Linked DNA regions of Triticum aestivum: region 2 is linked to region 1. The links are chromatin contacts, called in public HiCAR-type maps. All regions are on one chromosome and are shown on one strand. Each heading gives the region's core, a stretch centred on a gene start, on an enhancer-like site or on the middle of the called end of the contact. The rest is flanking DNA. Distances are from core to core; before and after follow the strand shown. Region 1 has its middle 140 kb from the start of LOC123072458. Region 2 has its middle 180 kb from the start of LOC123072460.

What was found. HiCAR-type assays count read pairs that join an accessible place to other places.
Region 2: a contact with region 1 is called in a HiCAR-type map of leaf, with 2.8 times the contacts expected there. The contact joins two enhancer-like sites. A contact is called at or near these places in 2 of 5 Hi-C or Micro-C datasets (both in leaf) and 1 of 1 datasets of contacts at active chromatin or transcription factors (leaf).

What each region holds. Positions count from the first base shown.
Region 1 is chr3B:790,731,634-790,738,231 of IWGSC CS RefSeq v2.1, reverse strand. No RefSeq gene overlaps it. Among protein-coding and RNA genes, the nearest start is that of LOC123072458, 140 kb to the right of the region's middle. Within about 2 kb of position 4,336, at least 4 of the 8 cell types and tissues checked have an H3K27ac peak or open chromatin away from gene starts, as enhancers often do. A contact at or near this core is called in leaf, where this site is marked.
Region 2 is chr3B:790,898,188-790,904,984 of IWGSC CS RefSeq v2.1, reverse strand. No RefSeq gene overlaps it. Among protein-coding and RNA genes, the nearest start is that of LOC123072460, 180 kb to the left of the region's middle. Within about 2 kb of position 2,239, at least 2 of the 8 cell types and tissues checked have an H3K27ac peak or open chromatin away from gene starts, as enhancers often do. A contact at or near this core is called in leaf, where this site is marked.

The DNA of each region.
Region 1 (6,598 bases), core at 3,087-5,586:
GAGTTGTAAATCAATAAAAGTGTGATGATCTTCATTATTAGAGCGTTGTCCCAAGTGAGGAAAGGATGATGAAGACTATGATTCCCCACAAGTCGAGATAAGACTTCGGACTTTATAAAAATAAAAGAGGCCAAAGAAGCCCATAAAAAAAGAGGCCAAAGAAGCCCACCAAAAAAATGATGACAGAAAAAGAGAGAAGGGACAATGCTCTATGTAGCACCATTATCTTCCTGATAGAGAGTCTCTTATGTTGTCACTTTCACTAGTGGGAAATTTTCATTATAGAACTTAGCTTGTATATTCCAATGATGGGCTTCCTCAAAACGCCCTAGGTCTTCGTGAGCAAGCAAGTTGGATGCACACCCACTTAGTTTTTTTTGTTGAGCTTTCATATATTTATAGCTCCAGTGCATCCGTTGCATGGCAATCCCTACCACTCCCATTGATATCAATTAATGGGCATCTCCATAGCCCATTGATACGCCTAGTTGATGTGAGACTATCTTCTCCCTCTTTGTCTTCATAACCACCACCATATACCACACATATTGCTATGTCCATGGCTTGCGCTCATGTATTGCGTAAGAATTGAAAAGGCTGAAGCGCGTTAAAAAGTATGAACCAATTGCTTGGCTCGTCATCGGGGTTATGAAAAAGGGGAGTATTTTGTGTGATAGAGATGAAGCATGGCCTAACTATATGATTTTGTAGGGATGAGTTTTCTTTGGCTATGTTATTTTGATAAGACATGATTATTCGCTAGTATGCTTCGAAGTATTACTATTTTTATGTTTTATAAGCTTTTATCTTGAATAATTTGGATCTGAACAATCATGCCATAATAAAAAAATTACATTGAGAATTATTCTAGGTAGCATTTCACATCGAAAATTCTGTTTTTATCATTTACCTACTCGAGGACGAGCAGGAATTAAGCTTTGGGGATGCTTCATATGTCTCCAATGTATCTATAATTTTTTAAGTATTCATGCTATTATATTACCTGTTTTGGATGTTTATGGGCTTTACTTTACACTTCTATATCATTTTTGGTACTAACCTACTAACCGGAGGCCCAGCCCGAATTGCTGTTTTTTTTGCCTATTTCAGTATATCAAAGGAAAGGAATATCAAACGGAGTACAAACGGAATGAAACCTTCGGGAGCGATCTTTTTGGAACAAACGCACTCCAGGAGACTTGGAGTGGACGTCAAGAAGCAGCCGAGGCGGCCACGAGAGTGGCCGGCGCGCCCAGTAAGGGTGGGCGCGCCCCCTGCCTCGTGGGCCCCTCATGGCTCTCCTGACCGATTTCCTTCACCTATATATATCTACGTACCACGTAAACATTCAGGAGCACCACACGAAATTATTTCCACCGCCGCAACCTTGTGTATCCGCGAGATCCCATCTTGGAGCCTTCACCAACGCTACGCCGGAGGGGGAATCGACCACAGACGGCCTCTCCATCACCACCAAGGCCTCTCCGATGAGTTGTGAGTAGTTTAACACAGACCTTCGGGTCCATAGTTATTAGCTAGATGGCTTCTTCTCTCTCTTTGAATCTCAATACAAAGTTCTTCTTCCTCTTCTTGGAGATCTATTCGATATAACTCTTTTTGTAGTGTGTTTGTCGAGATCCGATGAATTATGGGTTTATGATCAAGTTTATCTATGAGAAATATTTGAATCTCCTCTGAATTCTTTTATGTATCATTGGTTATCTTTGCATGTCTCTTCGAATTATCAGTTTGGTTTGGCCTACTAGATTGATCTTTCTTGCCATGGGAGAAGTGCTTAGCTTTGGGTTCAATCTTGCGGTGTCCTTTCCCAGTGACAGTAGGGGCAGCAAGGCACGTATTGTATTGTTGCAATCGAGGATAAAAAGATGGGGTTTGTATCATATTGCATGAGTTTATCCCTCTACATCATGTCATCTTGCTTAATACGTTACTCTGTTCTTATGAACTTAATAGTCTAGATGCAGGCAGGAGTCGGTCGATGTGTGGAGTAATAGTAGTAGATGCAGGCAGGAGTCGGTCTACTTGTTGCGGACGTGATGCCTATATACATGATCATGCCTAGATAATCTCATAACTATGCACTTTTCTATCAATTGCTCGATAGTAATTTGTTCGCCCACCGTAATAATTATGCTATCTTGAGAAAAGCCTATAGTGAAACCTATGGCCCCCGGGTCTATCTTTTATTATACAAGTTTTCCATCTACTTTTATTTGCATCTTTTACTTTCCAATCTATATCATAAAAATACCAAGAATATTTATCTTATCATATTATCTCTATCAGATCTCACTTTCATAATTTACCGTGAAGGGATTGACAACCCCTTTATCGTGTTGGTTGCGAGGTTCTTGTTTGTTTGTGTAGGTGTGTGGGACTTTTTAGGAGCCTCCTACTGGATTGATACCTTGGTTCTCAAAACTGAGGGAACTACATACGCTACTTTGCTGCATCACCCTTTCCTCTTCAAGGGAAAACCAACGCATGCTCAAGAGGTAGCATGGCGCGGCCAGCGGGGCGCGGCGCGGCGCGGCCACGGCCAGGCCAGCGCGCGCTTGGCGGCGGCCTGCAGCCGGGCGGCGACCATCGGGGCCGATCTACGGCGTGCGGCGACGGCAACTACGGCCAGTGGAGCCACGGCCAGCAGCGCACACGGTGGGGCGAGTGTGCAGCGGGGACGGGTGCGGCAGCCAGCGCGGCGCGGCGACAACCGGCCAGCGGGGCGGGCGTCGCACGGGGCAACGAGCCGGCCAGCGGGGCAGGCGTCGCACGCGGCGGCGGCGGCCATCACGGGACGTCGTCAGCAGGACGCGGCAATAGGCCTTCGGGATGTCAAAATCTTCGTCGAGTTCATCGGGAACTTCGATGGCGCGTGGCACAGCAGGTGCTTTTGCGGCGGTACCGTGACCATCTGGGTTACGATCTGTACCGACTCCCATACAGTGCAGTCAACAAGTCCCTCTTAATCCAAGAACATCGACATTAGGGGGCGACGTATTCGTCAGCTCGGTTCTTGGGAGGAAAATCCACACCATTGGTAGATTGATCCGAAAAATAAACTAATCGCAAAAACGGAATCGCAGTAACGAGAGGAATCCATTTTTTTTGCAAAAGTGGAGTTCGGATCTTACACCTCCGCGGGATCGACGAAAGCCTGCATGATGCAGGCTTGACGCAGGCTTGACGGAGAGTTGATGGAGCGAAGCGTGCTGATAACGTGTTCCGCAACTCCGTCAGCAAGTCCGGTCCGAGATTGCGGAGCAATGGCGAGCATCGTAGACGAAGTAGTCGAACACATGAAAGTAAATGACACAGGAAAGTATGGAGAAGACCAGCTTTATTAATCAAATATCAGGGGTTACAATGATAGCTTTTTGTTACTTTATATAGAAATAGGGGTTAAGGGATAAATACCCACTTAACCTGAAGTGGGGGAAACCGGAAGGGCCAGCCCGTGCGCTTTGCACGCGGCCGCCGTCACCCTGTGGGTGGCCCGGTTTCCGAATAATTTCTATTCGGTTTGTAGCCGATTGTGGCACCCATCACGATAAGCCTTTTAAGTTGGTCTACCGCAGATCACACACGTGTCGGGCCGTCATTGGATGGCTGGTGTCGTTGGATGCAGGTGTCGCGTTTCTCACTGGAGATCTCAGAGAAAACAACCAGGATTCTGCATCACAAGATCTTCAGACTACTAGCTAGGCTGATGAGTGGCTGATGACCCACACGGTGGTAGCGAAATTTGGTTTGTGCGAAAGTGGCCATTGCGTGAATATCGCTCGCAACGTATTTCATTGACTCCTTGGAGGATGTTATCTGTCCTTGTGCTAGAGTCAGATTTGTTGTGCTCGTACAAAAAAAATCAGATTCTTGGATTAAAATCTTAATTAATTAACAGGCTGCTTGTAGACATCGATCGAGGCAAAAAATGTGATGATTGAAACCCTGCCCTCGACTCTCCCCATCAGTACCCCGGCCTGTGACTTGTCCCGTACGTGTAGTTTATGCATGCGACGACTTTACCAAGCCATGTTGTCGCATTCACAGTCCTAATATGATACGGCCGGCTCTATAAAATGTGTATATCTTGATCTCCTTTTTGTTTCCGGCGAAGCAGACATGGCGACTGATAGCTCAGTAATCAGCTTCCGTCCGCAGAACCATTTGTTAACCAGTTGAACACGCATATGTACTAGTCTGTTTGTTGCGTTGAAATTGCACCACCTCGTTGAGAATAACGATCGACGTTGAACTCTACGGGCAAGGCAAGACGACGAAATTGGTTTGATTTACAAGGCCCAAGTGGGAACTGCTCGGTGCACGGGGTATGGATATTTTGTGTATGTGCTTTGACCGGTCGTGACAGGGTCATGCCAGTGCCATATTTTGTGTATGTGCTTTGACCGGTAGTTAAGGAAGTTGGTGACACTCCACGTTTGGACTACTTGTCGGGATAAAAAAAAACTCATTGCTGACGAGAAAACAACACCACATGATCAATCAAATGAACGTGCTAGGTGCCATCGCGTGCAACCTGTCCATCCTATTAAACTGCGCCACCTTTCACGCCTTCACGGCCGATTCAATGCAATTGATAGTAGTACCATAGATCACTGCAGCTAGCACCGTTGAACATAGCTAGTCACAACCGCCCGAATGCGCATGGTAGTAGTAGTATGACTATTATGTCAAACCGTAGAAAAATCGACCGCCTGCAGCACATGCAACAATTGTCCGAATCCCCCCAAACATGGCCAAACAGACAACCCAGTGTTCTCCGCTCTGTTGTCCGGGCGGAGGAAACGAAAGGAGAGCGGAAGCGTGACGAGTCGCGAGCGTAGGCACTGCGCCATGCATGAAGCTCCTCTACAGCTGAATCTACGTACGTAGCTTCCGGCTTTGACGGATTTTTTGTCCTGGTAGCGCTCGTCGGTTGTGTCGGTCGGTCTTATTTATCCGGTGTTTTCCACGGTGCTCACTCGTACTCGTACCAGCAGCTTTCTGGAAGCGTGGTAGACCGCATATATATCACCTTTTTCCCGGGGATTTGCATAGATGCATGACTCACGTACGCACGCTTAGATACGTGTCACCACTGTGCAGAGTACGTTTGCATGTGGACAGCTGGTTTTCGCAGAAACCGCCCCCACTAATTAAGCTGGGATGAGAACAACGTACCTATACGCAGCAGAAAACAATAAACAATTTACCACGTGAGAATGCAGAAAGATCATCACGGATAAGCACGGCTACGCAAAACTGGTCGTAGATATGTATGATGGGCCGTTTTCGTCGTCGCCCCCGCCAAAAGACACACGAAACGAAACCAAAGCGCCTCCGTAAACTTGTTGCCGTCTCGTGTTTTAATAGGAGGCGGCGAGGGTGGGTGGCGCCACCGCCACCGCCATCGCCACCGGACAAACCACCCGGTGCCAAAACGCTAGGCGACGACACCCATTAATCTGCTCGCTCCCTGGTCCGCACCAAACTCTGCCTCCCCCATTCCCTCGCCACGTGTTCCCGCTCATCTGTGGATTTGTTTTTATTTTCTGGGACGGGCTGGCCGTAGTACGACCACTGCAGTTTTCAAAATTTTGACAGTCAATCGGCCGTAGATTTTTCTCTTAACTCTGCCGAACAAACAAAGCGAGGGAGCTTTGCTTGCTTGTACGCTTTCACACGCATTTTCTGCATACTACCAGCAGCAAAGCGTTAACGCACAAGGGGCCGGGTGGAGTACCGTTTGCATTGCATGCCCAGCTAGCAGCCATGCACCGCCCCTCATTTCCGTATACTACTGTAAAAGAATCACTTGTGCTCCCGATGACGTGCATCACGTACACAGGCAGAGGCACAGTAGGCCTCGGAGGTTCATCCTCTTGTTTGCTAGCCAGTTTTTCAAAGCGCAGCCAGGAGGGTGGACAGGACGACTGGACGTGGTGTAGTGTAGCGCTGCGTGTTGCTTTTGTTTTGTTGCAGCGTCGTCGTCGCGTTGCGGGGTGCGGACGAATAACGAGGACATGCGCGCTTTATTATTCCACCTTCCCGCCACGTCAAGACAAGGCTCCTGCCACTACATTTATTGGGTGCGCCAAAAGCTACCGCCTATTATTAGCGGTGGCACCACTGGCGGAGCTACTTGTATTGCTGCAGGGGCCATTGCCCCCCCCCCCCCCCCCCCTGTGGATTTCATGTGAAGAAACTCATTTTGGGTGGTACAAATTAAGAAAAATACAGTATTTGGCCCCTAAAAAAATTATATTTCACCATTTGTCCTCTCAACCATTCTTCGCTAGCTCCGCCACTGGGTGGCACCACGGTGCGTCCTTGTAGTACCAGAGTAGCAGGGGCAAATGCTATGGCCAGCGGTTTCCTTCAGGCCTGCACGCACCAAGAAGAGTAAAAACCATGACAACGAACGATCATACGAAAACAGATTGCCATGACGCAACCGGAAGAAATTGCGAGCACGAAAGCATGGGCTTCTTAGCTACAGGTAACGGTACAGAAAGCTTTCTAGCTACGTGGTCACCGATCTGGCGTGGTGGTAGTGTCCCGTCTCTACCTAGCTCTTCGC
Region 2 (6,797 bases), core at 990-3,489, 170 kb before region 1:
ACACCAAATGATCCAATCGATAGGCAAATCACTTCTTCAGCCTTGCTAAATCTTAGTATTAATTTGAACTAAAACGGGAAGGCATACAGCACATGCATGCCGAAAGTTTAATCTTAACGAAACTTGTGATTCTTGCGTAGAGTGCACGGGAGGGAGGGAGAGAAAGAGAGTTTGAAAGAAGAGGCATACTGAAGAATCACACGCCATGCCGCTTGGACGCATGCTGCCAAACACAAACACAAATGAAAAGAGATGATCCTATTCCACCACGCCACGCCATAGGTGGTAACTCCAACTGGGATGAGGACAATCACCATGGTTGTCCTTCGCGTTTGGCGCTGGCGCTTGCGGGTAGCAGCCAGGAGAGAGCGGGCAGAGAAACAAACGAACAAGGCCTCAAAAGTCCAGCCCGTGCCACGCTCTCCCCTGCCTGCTTTTCTTGCCTGCCCAGCCCCTTCGTCGCCGCTCGCCCAAAGCTTAGCTGCCCGGGGGCAAAGACAAGAAGTAAATCACCTCAAATCCGTGGTTTTTGGTTGGGAGCCTGGTGCCCGGATGGATAAGTACGTCCAAATCGGATAGGCTCGGGGGTCGCTAGCTTGTGGATGGCGTTTTGTTGTGTTCGGAAAGAAACCGACCTGCTCGCAGGTGGCAACCATCGAACGACACCAAAGCGTCGGCCTCGTGACCGAGACACCAGCAGGTGGTGCCGGTGACGGCATCCACAGGATCCTGCGATGCGTCCAAATTGAGAGCGGACGCCCAAAAACATGCTCCAAGATCTCCCTAAACAGCACGACCCCCTCCCTCCCCCGACCCCACGCTCGCGCCGCCTCCCTGTGGGGCGGCCGGGGTGGCCCCCATCGCTCTCCTCGCCTCCCCCCTCCCCCGTGCTCCTCCCCCCGCCGTCGCCGGCGGAGCCCCCCGGATCTGGACGGGCGGGCTGGCGGCGGCGGGTCCTTCCTTCCCCCGCGCGCGCACCTCCTGACCCGGGGTCAGGGCTGGCGGTGGGTACCCTTCGACCGGCGGCGGCCCGGCATGGTGGTAGCGCCGTCCTTTGGCGGCGGGGCGGCCTGGTGGCACTGGTTGGCTCGCGGCGCGCCCGGCCTAGATCTGGGCCCTTAGGGCCCCATCTGGGTACTAGCGGGCCGGTCCCCGGGCGTGTCCTCGTTGTCTGCGGCGCGGTGAGGAGGAGGAGCAGCTCGGATTTGGGCGACGGCTCCGACGGCGTGCCGGCAGCAGCGCGAAGGCGAGAGCTTTACGGGGCCACGAGGGCTCGGCCGGGCCTGTGGGCCCACGGGCCTAGTGTGCTCGTGCTATTGCGTCCAGATGGCTACCGTCGCTGACTATGGAGGCGGCGCCCTCCCGCGTGCCGACGGGTTGTTGCCCTAGTCCCGGCTCTGATTCCTTGCCGTGCTGTCCTCACTTCGCGGTACCGTGGTGAGACGGCATGGGGGCTTCATGACCGCGTTGGCGCACGGTGGTGGTTGGTTTGGTGGCAGGCTCCTGGGCGCCTGAGGTGCGGATTGGGATCGGGGGAAACCCCTGTCGGCATGGCCGACACCGGTGCGGTGGCGCCTGTGGGTGCCTCCTGACCTTCCGGGAGGGCGTCGACCGGGGCTACCCTTCCTCTCGCCTCGTCGTGTACTGGGGAAAATCCTTGACAGCAGCGTCGTCATCGTCGCGATCCTTCTTGGAGGTGTTGATAGGTGCCAGCGCTTCGGAGTCATGGAGTCTAGTGAAAGATCCTGGTGGGCGGTGCGATCGCGAGGCTTCTTCGTTTTTGTTGATCCGTCGTTGTCGGCATTTGTTTCTTTTGCTTTTCTCTGTCGTTTTTTTTGGGCATGATTGTTCTACTACCGCCCCATCACTTATTCCTGTATGATTCGGTTGGTTGCTTTGTATACGAAGGGGGGGAATCCTTTTTGATAAAACATGCTCCAAGACAAGGCCAGGCACGGCATGGTGGCCCGCTGTCCGTTTGTTCCGGCTCCCCTTTCTACCATGCCACGGGCCGTGCCTTTTCATCCTACTCTCTCCCTGACTCTGCGCCTTGTTTCGTTGTATGCTTCTCTCGTCCTCTTGCTTAGCCGGACAAGTTGATGAGTCCAAATTTATTTGGTTTGGACGCTATCGGAGCTGTTTGGTTACATGTAAACAGCCGGTCACGTCTGCTATCCATCACCTGTGTGCAGTGCACTTGATGCAAACTGCCAAAAGAAACATCAATTCGTTATTGGCCGCACCTGCACCGTATTTAGCAGGACCATAGCTAGCTTTAGGAGGAGTTGCCGCAACATGTGGTATGCACTGCAAAAAAGAACTTGAGTATTTCTTGTTCAACTTGCGTGCCATGTCCCCTCCTCTTTTCGTGGACTGGCAATATACGCAAGGAAACAACAGAAAATCTACATGTCGCTGGTCGAATCTGGTGAATCACCTACGTACCTACCTACAGTACTAGTTTAGCCGACTAGTCCAACCGTTCACGCATCCGGTACGACACCCATATCTGTTGGCTTCCTGTCATGGGTCACCGCCAGTATCATGGTGCACACGTGCTCCAAATTAGCATGACTGTCGATCGCTTCAGAGTTTAGTGCAGACCATTCGAGATCTCTCAAGTTCCAGCTGCAAGATCATGTGTGCTAGTCCTGATGCATTTGTCCAAGCGAACAAAACTGAAAACGCCGTGTTGTTTGCGTTTGAAAACGGTAGCTGCAAACTGAACATTGTGTTGTAGGAACACATGTTTCTCAAGAAGAAATTCAGGGCCGGCTTTGGTTTCAACGAAACTTTGGTAGAGCGAGCCTGCCTGCCATCTGCACAAGGGACAATTTGTTCTTCCAAAATTCAGGTCGGTTTAATCAGACACCTCACTCGAGCAAGACTTTCTAGGTGAATTGATTGAATCCCATGCCGATACCGATCTGCCTTTTGATTTGCTCCCTCATCACCTGATCAACACCAATCTCCCGTCTCGGTGTCCGTCCGGTCGCATCGCACGCAACAAACTTGACACACACGTAGATTTTTGCTATCGCCTGTCGGTGTGCTGGTACGGCGACACGCGAGCGGTTAATCAGCTCCATCTACTACAGAAATTTCTGCTTGGTTCGTAGCCGATCGTGGCACCAACCACCATATGGCTTTTGAGTTGGTCTACCGCTGATCACGCACGTGTCCGTCACATAAATCCAAGCAAGTGGAGTCAGCTCTGATGCATGGGTGGGTATTTTCTCAGCGAACAAATACCAAAGATATCAAGGTGTCACGTTTTCCCACTCGAGATCCCACAGAAAACAGAAGGATAGAAGTAAAACGATCGTGCATCACAAGCAATTCTTCAGGATAGGCCGACGATCATGTCCAGTTCTGTGTGTACAGCATTCCAACTAGCCAGGTTGATCAGTGGCTGATGACCCACACGACGTCGGCTCCAGGTAGCGAAATTTGGCTTGTGCGACAGTGGCCATTGCGTGGATGTCGCTCGTAACGTAAGGATTGCTCGGAGGAAGTTTTTTTTTTTTTTTGGCAAAATAGAAACCTCAAATCCCTTTGTTTTGCCCGTGGTTTTTGGTTGTGAGCATTCGCTGGCACCGTGGATGGATAGATAGAGTGCGTCCATATCGGATAGGATAGGCTCGGGGGTCGCTAGCTTGTGGATGGCGTTTTGTTGGGTTCGGAAGGAAACCGACCTGCTCGCAGGTGGCAACCATCGAACGACACCAAAAGCGTCGGCCTCGTGACGGGGACACGAGCAGGTGGTGCCGCTGCCGGTGAACGAATTCAAAGCCGACGCCCAAAAGCTTGCTCCCCGACAAAGCCAAGGCCAGGCACGGCGTGGTTGCCGCTGTCCGTTTGTTCCCACTCCGCTTTCTCATCTCTCTCCCTCTCCGTGTCTTGTTTCTTTGCACCCTTCTCTCGTCTTCTTTGTTCTTTGTTTCTTAGCCGGACAAGTTGCCCAGCGATGAGCCCAAATTTATTTGGGTTTGTACGCTCTTGGAGCTGTTTGGTTACAAGTTAACAGCCGCTCACGTCTGCTATCCATCACCTCTGTGCAGTGCACTTGTTGCAAACTGCCAAAAGAAAAATCAATTCGTTATTTGGCCACACACACCGACATCGTAGTATTTTAGCAGGACCCTAGCTAGCTACCCTCAGAGGAGTTGATGAAAATGTGGTACTACTACTGTGTCTGCTCGTATTTCTTGATCATCTTGCGTGACCTCTCACCTCTTCTCATAAGTCCTCTCTCCTCCTCCCCTGACCTCTCTCCCTCGAGGCGACGGCGCCGCGCCGGCCCGGGGAGTCCCCGTCCACACCGCCCTCAGCCCCCCGTCCATCACCTCCCAGTACCGCTGCCGTCGCTGAGGACGCCGTGGGGCAAAGCCCCTGTGGTGAGGCGGCGGTGGCAGCGCAGTCCTCAAAGGTCAGGGTCACGCCCGATGGTCAGGTCAAACCGTAGAAAAATCAACGGCCTGCATATACATGCGAGAATCCAATTCGAATGCTCCAAAAATCTTCCGGACAAACAGGCAAGCCAATGCACTGTTCTTCGCGGTGTCATCGTCCATGAGAGAAAATGCAACGAGAGAGGAAGCGACCGTCCGGGCACGCAGCTTGCTAGCGTGACGAGTCTCAAGCGTATGCACTACGTATGCCTGTTGATTCATGGAGCTCTTGCTCTGAGTTGACTTGATTACGTGGCTGAATTTACGCACCAATAATTCGTGGCAGGTTTTGAAAGTGTCCTGTGCTTTTCATGGCAGGGATTTCCAAGGCGTAAAGGCCAGAGACAAGACGTATGCCATCCCTCTTACAACGCCGTGTCATCAACCAGTCAGTCACGGCTAGCTAGCCTTTACGCAAGTCAAAAGCACACTCGATTTTGATTTTGCTCGTTTTTCGGCAAATGCAGCATATGCCCTCTCCAGTCAGTCTCCGGTAGTAGTAATATGATTGATGGGACAGACCGACAATCGATCGGCAGATCAATTCACCAGTGTTGCTAAAATCTACTTCCTCCGTCCCATAATATAAGAGTGTTTTTGACACGGAGCGAGTATTCATTTATATAGAACTAAAAAGGGAAGGCACGATATGAACAGATAAGTAGAGCACGTGCATGCACAAGCACATGCACATGCACATAGCAAGTTTAACATAAACAGCAGAGCTCCTGCGAGTTTCAGTAAAAGGAAAAGTTTAATCCAAACAAAATTGTGAACCTCACGTAGAGTCCTAGGGTGAACCAATTTATGGTTGGATGGTTAGGGGAACATTGTTTCCCTAGCGTAGTAAAGTTCAAGTTCTAGATTTGACATTGCTGCTCGCATTATTCTTGAATTTATTTCAGACTTCCGGTGATGTTCATTCAATGGGAGGATACATTCCCATCGACTACGAGGTGTCTATGATGAGTTCGTAAAATCCAGTCGACTGCCAGCTTAGTCTATCGAAGGTGCTCATAGGGGTACTGTGTGCGGGCGTGCATCCATAGGGAGGTAGTGTATGCTCATGTATGTGAATGACTTTGATTTTAATATGAACTACGAATGAATATAAACATATTTTAGAGGATAGATTTGTTCATTTGCTTTGTATGTAGTTCGTACTAAAATCTCCAAAACAGACTTCTATTTCGGAAGGAGGGAGTAGAACACATGCATGCTTGCATGCAGAAAGTTTAATCTAAACAAAACTGTGACTCTTAATAATTTCAGACCACCCTTACATCATTTTCAGTCTGATACACTAATTAACTTTTTTGGAACAGAAATAAATATCAAAAGATAAAAAAATCGCTCTAAAAAACCCCATCAAACTACTGGATGAGAGGACCTGCTGTACAATCTAGGAGAACTATTCGATTGAAGCTACAAGAAATGATTTGCGAAGATGCCGTATGTCAAGTTTGCAAATTGGGAATAAAATCATACAGTGGTTCGGTTCACATGAATTAAATCCACATACTTGGCATGTTGCAGACGGTTTACCTTTGTTAACTAAGAAATTGATATTACCAAATAGTTGTATTTTTTGGTCAAGGAAAAGCAAACAAAATCTTACATAGGGAGGTTACTTTTTGCAAAGAAAGAGAAATATGAGATTACTTCCTACAGAGAAGGAGAAATTTGTGGTTACTTTCTGCGGAGGAGAAATCGGACATCAAACGAACAATGTCATACCCTTGAAATTAGTAAATCATCTCGAACACCGTCACCATCCGTTCATCTGTCCTTGTAAGTGCATCTAGTGCCCCTTAGTGATTTTGGTGTATTGAAGACTTATAGGTTAAGGGACTAATATGTTTGTGAGTGTACATAGGCTCTAGAAGTCGATGATGAGTTTGATATTTACAGTGAAAGTCGACCCCTAAAAATGAATGTCTTCGGCTGAAGACTTTGGTTCTCCTGAAGACTTTGAAAGTGATGAAATTGGTGTGACCTTGAAGACTTGGATGTTCATGCGAGGATTATGAAGCATCAGGACTTTTATTTTTGTAGTTTCATTTTCTCTTTCTTCAGTCATAGGAAACACTGTACTGTTAAAGGGGGTCGAGGTAATACTAAGGAAACTGATTTCCAAGTGATGCTCATCTCAAAATCCTACACCTACCCAATCCTTTCGAGTGAAGCCATTGGAAATCTCATATCAGTTCAGTCAATTTCTTCAGTGACAGAGACGAAGATCTTCTGGTCTCTGAGTAATTTGTTCTGACTGAGGAGTTAGGAATTCGCCACTGCGGATTGCCTATATAGTGAGGAACATGATAGCCCTGAGAAATTCAAACCTAA